Linked DNA regions of Mus musculus: region 1 is linked to region 2. The links are chromatin contacts, called in public HiChIP or PLAC-seq maps. All regions are on one chromosome and are shown on one strand. Each heading gives the region's core, a stretch centred on a gene start, on an enhancer-like site or on the middle of the called end of the contact. The rest is flanking DNA. Distances are from core to core; before and after follow the strand shown.

What was found. HiChIP or PLAC-seq counts read pairs in DNA pulled down with a chosen protein or histone mark.
Region 1: a contact with region 2 is called in an H3K27ac HiChIP or PLAC-seq map of microglia, with 4 times the contacts expected there. The contact joins two enhancer-like sites. A contact is called at or near these places in 1 of 484 Hi-C or Micro-C datasets (conventional type 1 dendritic cells), 5 of 115 datasets of contacts at active chromatin or transcription factors (CD8 T cells, effector CD8 T cells, embryonic stem cells and 2 more) and 3 of 9 other capture datasets (adipose tissue, liver and pancreatic islet).

Annotation. Positions count from the first base shown.
Region 1 is chr11:97,823,918-97,826,617 of GRCm38.p6, reverse strand. It overlaps Lasp1 (LIM and SH3 protein 1), which reads right to left. Exons shown (of 7, transcript NM_010688.5): 4 at 1,669-1,776. Among named protein-coding and RNA genes, the nearest start is that of B230217C12Rik, 16 kb to the left of the region's middle. Within about 2 kb of position 1,252, at least 119 of the 459 cell types and tissues checked have an H3K27ac peak or open chromatin away from gene starts, as enhancers often do. A contact at or near this core is called in CD8 T cells and microglia, where this site is marked.
Region 2 is chr11:97,953,974-97,956,748 of GRCm38.p6, reverse strand. It overlaps Plxdc1 (plexin domain containing 1), which reads left to right. Exons shown (of 14, transcript NM_028199.3): 3 at 183-326; 4 at 581-650; 5 at 1,226-1,348; 6 at 1,880-1,998; 7 at 2,767-2,775. Among named protein-coding and RNA genes, the nearest start is that of Plxdc1, 31 kb to the left of the region's middle. Within about 2 kb of position 1,413, at least 54 of the 459 cell types and tissues checked have an H3K27ac peak or open chromatin away from gene starts, as enhancers often do. A contact at or near this core is called in CD8 T cells and microglia, where this site is marked.

The DNA.
Region 1 (2,700 bases), core at 3-2,502, 130 kb after region 2:
CCGGGCACACCCTTTTACCCTTTGTGTGATCTGAGGCAGAAAGGAAACGCCAGGGTGTGAGCCAGGCCCAGACTGGAAGAGGGCAAACTGCAGCAGGCTTTCCTGGGGGGCCAAGAAGGGTTTGCAGCCTTCTGAGGCAGGCCCTCCAGCTCAGGAGAAGTCATTCAACAGGCTGTTCATTTTAAACTTCAGCCCAACAACTGGGTTGCAAAGCCCACTTGGTTGGACTGCCCCCAGCATTTTTAATGAAACAAGAGAAAATACTGAATGAACTTTCCAAGTCCCCCCTCCACCCCCACCCCCCCAAAAAGCAGTCACTTATGCTTCCTCTTTGTAGTGCGAGGGAGGGGACTCTGGGCCCTGTGCACGCTCTATCACTAAACTTCAGCCCTCCCTCCTTTAAGAAGTTTTCTTTGTTTCGTGTGCATGGGAAAGAGGGTGTGTGTGCGCATGCGTGTGTTTTATTATAAAGCCCAGGACGGCTTCAACCTCTTGATCGTGCCTCAGCCTCAAGTGGCTTTGAATCCATGACTCTCCTGCCTCAGCCTCCCAAATGTTGGGAGTTACAGGTGTGTGCCACTAAACAAGACAGAGGGCAGAATCAGAGCGTTAACCACCCTGCAAGAGGGTGCTTCTGTGCCGGGTGTTTGGGGGGGGGGGGGGCGGCGCAGACCAGTGAGCTATGAGACTTGTCCAGCGACAGAATGGGGAGAGATGATCCTGGAGGGTGTGTGCAAGGCGAGCCACCTGAATCTGGATCCTGTCTTCCCCATCCTTAGTCCCTCAGCCCAGAATGACACAGGCAAACTGGTAGACCCTTTCCTGTGATAGACACGAGGGTATCGTATCGGCCTGCTTCATCCTTCATTTATAAGGAGTCTGTTGCCAATGACGGGGCATGTTCTATAACTCGGCATTCAGGCTTGTGCCCATGTTCTGTGACGTCACGCCCAGCAGCACCTACCCACATACTCCCAACCCGGCCCCTGCAAACCCGGAGCCATACAAGCTGCTGGTCTGCGGCTATGTAAGGGTGGAACTGAGCGATGATCCCTAACCCCAGCTGCTCTACAGAACCATATAGAGACAGTCACTCCGCCACCCACTCTCCACGCCTATGTCTCACAACCAGACACCAATGACCAGTCCCTGACTGGGCCTGAAAGGGCCTGGAGGGGGTGTAGGGCCTGTGGGCAAAGCCAGCTGGGTTTTCACACAGGAAGGAAGAACAAACTGAGGTGGGAGGCAGTCGAGGGAGGGCGGAAATGACTGCTGTGTTAGCACCCAGAGGCAGACAGGAGGCTCAACCCCCAACCCCAGCTTTGACCCTGGTGCTAAAAACAAGCATCTAATCTGCACTCCGACCCCATCCCCACCATGACCAGGGAACGGGGTCTGCTCCAGAGAATGGAAGGTGACTTAGACACTCTGTATGTGTTTGTGTGTCTATCTGTCTGCCTCTAAAAGAGCAGTCTCTTTAAGGAGGAAATGCCATTTGGGCAGAGTGCCCACCAAAGAGGGAGAACAAAGAAAAGGCTCCCGGGTACCTCAACTCCCTCCCCCTTGCCTCTGATCTGACCACTGCGGCGTGGGCCTTTGCTGAGGTTGTCAGGGAGAGGATGAGAAGGGAGGGCAGAGGGTAGCCTGGGCATCAGGGCAGGGTCTCACATTGCTGATCTGGTCCTGGGTCTTCTTGATTCTCTGCAGCTCAGGCGTGTCTGCCACCACGCTGAAACCTTTGCCCTTATTCTTCTCAAATTCCTCCTTGTAGCGCACCTGGAGGCCAAGAGGAAAAGGAGAGCTTGGGTTCAGGTGGACATGAAGATGAGCTTGCCCGGCCTGAGGCCCCTGGTCAGAAACAAGCCCCCCATACACCCACACGTACACACAATGCAGAAGCCTAAGACAGAAGGTGTCAGAGCAATAATAGCCCCATTAAGTCATATCCAGAGGGCTCTAAAGGGAGGCCACACGTTGAATGCCTATAAAGAAGCAGTATCTTATGAGGGGAAAGATGGCTCAATGGTTACAAATACTAGCTGCTCTTCCAGAGGACCTGCAATAATTACGTAGAACACAAAAGAAAGGAAACAAAGATGGAGTCACTTCGGCTCAAAATCCTGACATCCAAATACACCCAAAGAGAGCATTAGCTGGGCATGGTGGTGCGAGCAGTGGTAGTGAACATGGACGTGATGGCTTGCTGTGCACCAACTGGGTTTGCATAGGACTTACAATCTGCTCGTGCCAACTCTACCCACTCACTGTCTGGGAGTGAACTGTCTCTAGATAGCTGCGGCATTGGCTTGGAGCTAGATTGTTAGTTTCGTTCACGTTTCTTTCCTTCTTCTTAAAGTGGGGCATATGAACAAACTGGACATTCAAAACAGACACCAGACTGCCCACCTCTCTGTGACACGTAACGCAGGTCCAATCCCTAGCGCCATGAGGCAACTCACAGTCATCTGTAACTCCAGCTCTAGAAGGTCTGAAGCCCTCTTAGAGTCTCTGAGGGAGCCAAAATAAAGTTTTGAGTAAAAAGGTCATTTCTGGGCTGGAGAGATGGGTCAACTTGGTTAAGAGCACTGACTGCTCTTCCAGAGGTCCTGAGTTCAATTCCCAGCAACCACACTGTGACTCACAACCACCTGTAATGAGATCTGATGCCCTCTTTTGATGTGTCTGAGAACAGCTACAGTG
Region 2 (2,775 bases), core at 164-2,663:
TTGTTGAGGAATGGCTTGGGAGAGACACCAAGGGTGTTGCAGGGACTTTCAGGCCTAAAGCATTCAGTCAGGTGCGCTGGGCCAGGAGGATATTGGGAAGTCTGAGTAGGGAGAAGCAGAGGATGGTGCCCAGCTTGCCTGGCTCCTCACGCCACCTCTAGGCTCTGTCTCTGTCCCCGCAGGAGGACAACCATAACTACTACGTGTCCCGTGTCTACGGCCCTGGTGAGAAACAAAGCCAGGATCTGTGGGTGGACCTGGCTGTGGCCAACCGGAGTCATGTGAAGATCCACAGGATCCTCTCCAGTTCTCACCGACAGGCTTCAGTGAGTGCCTAGGCCTAACAGGACTCGGGGCTAGGCCAGCAATGGCGGCCTGGGAGTACATGGGGCTATGGCCTGAGATTTGTAATTGGAGCGGGTTCAGTCAGAGGAAGCTCAGTGGGGTACCCAGCTGTCATCCTAGGAGCCATCCCCTGGATATGCTGGTGCCCACATTGTTCAGATAAGTCTGGTGTAGGGAGGGTGACCTGTGTCTGGCAGGCAGTACCACCCATGGGGACTCTCTCCTGTCCCTGCAGAGAGTGGTCTTGTCCTTTGATTTCCCTTTCTATGGGCATCCTCTGCGGCAGATCACCATAGCAACCGGAGGTAAGGACAAACCAATGAGGTTGGGGGGAGGACGTGGAGGTCTCAGCCTGACTCAGAGAGGGACTCACTGAAAACAGGTGGTGGATAGGTGGGTGAGGGAGGGAGGAACTCAGGGACTGTCTCAATTGCCCCACCCAAATCAGATGATCTGTGTGCGTGCCTGCCTGTGGGACTCTGAGCATGAGTTCATTACTCTGGGCCCAAACAGCTGGCATGTGGACCTCTGGGGTCTCTTTTTCGGAGACCGAGGGATCAAGGACTCAGGTCCCCTGATCCGAGGACCTCTCTGACTTCCTGTTACTTTCATCCTATTTCCTGAAACAGGAGAGGTTGGGAGTCACTTCCTCTCCCTTCTCCCACCCCTTGTGCTTGTAATCTGTGCCTATCCAGAGATATGGGGCAAGCATTCTCTAATCTGGGCCATTTTTCTATCTCACCAAGTACAGAGCCCACTGGGTAGGGAGGGGTTGAAGCCATCAGACTCTTTTCTAGCCCCTGCCAGTGGGGGGATGGGGGAGACCCTAGAGGTAACTTTTTGACCCATCTCTGATACCTCCAAACTTCTCTCTCCTTAGGCTTCATCTTCATGGGGGACATGCTCCACCGGATGCTCACAGCTACGCAGTATGTGGCACCCCTGATGGCCAACTTCAACCCCGGCTACTCTGACAACTCCACGGTTGCTTACTTTGACAATGGTGAGGTCAGATCTTAGAGTATATAGTTCACCCAGCACCGGGGTGGGTGTTCCTGGTCTAACCACTTCCTGGGAGCCCTCAGCCCACAGTCACACAGGCAGGCAGCCACCTTTCCTTCTACCCTGTGCTGTCTTCTCATCTGAAAGAAGGGAACTGAGGTGGTGCTGTCTAGCCTTGTTGAGCCAGATGAGGGTGCCAAACCTTTCGGGGAGGGGGTGTCCTCTGCTTCTTACAACCATGAGCCCCCACTCATGTAGGAGACAGGCATTTCCATGTTCTCCTTTTGTCTCCAGGAATCAGGAGAGGCAAGAGAGAGGTGTGCACATCATAAGAGATGAGCAATTTGGAGAGCTAGAGCAGAAACAGGATCTTTTGGGGGCCTCTATGACTCGGAAACCAGGCTGGTGTCTGTGGGTTGCTTAGTTCCCGCTTCTCAAACTCACAAATGGCTCCCATCTCCGACCACCACGATATCTGCTGGGTCCCCTGCACTGTCTCCCTGTTCAGCCAAGACTCTGTTCTCTTCCCCAGGGACCGTTTTTGTGGTTCAGTGGGATCATGTTTACCTCCAGGACCGGGAGGACAGGGGCAGCTTCACCTTCCAGGCGGCCCTACACCGAGATGGCCGCATTGTCTTCGGCTACAAAGAGGTGAGTATGTTTTAGAGCCTGTCATTCATGCAGCAAAGCTTTGTAGAGGAGCTGTAGTGTGGGGGGGACCGGGCTAGGTGCCAAGACTGCTCTGGGCTTATCTGGACTTGGGGCTTACGCAGCTACAAATTTCACAGAGAGATGATTACAAAGACAAACACTGAATTGCTGCTATGACTGGTGCCCCCACATAAAGGTGCAAAGAGCCTGCTGTGGGGGTCTTCACGTCGTCAGAGGCCAAGGGAAGCTTCCAGGAGAAAAGGAGGGACTATATTAAAGGGTCATAGCGTTAGGAAGGCTGAGAACCAGTGCACTAGAAGGTAGCTTCTCTGGACCGGAGAGTCAGAGGATGAGGCAGGGGAACAACCAGATGGTCTTTTGCAAAGACCACTCTGGCTTCAGAGCAGACAGACTGTTTGTTGGGGACTTAAGGGAATGCCGGGAGATGGTGTAAGGAAAGTGACACAGCTTTGACTTGGGAGACAGAGGACTGGACAGAGATGAGAGCCACCAGGTTGACTCCTGGTATTTGGGGATGAATGAGAAGAGATGGAGAGTAAAGGAAAGAAAGGGGGAAGCCAAGGGCGACTTCTGGCCTGTGAAGAGCTAGAGGATCCATGCAGGAGGAAGCACAGCAGTTCTGGAGTGTGGTTGCAGGCGTTCGGGTTCTCGAGCTCTGAGCAGACAGCTGGGTGTGGAACTGAGTGGGGACTTTGTGACCGCAGAGGGTTCCGGGTGGATGGCAGGTGCCTCTTCTTCCTGCTGCAGATCCCCATG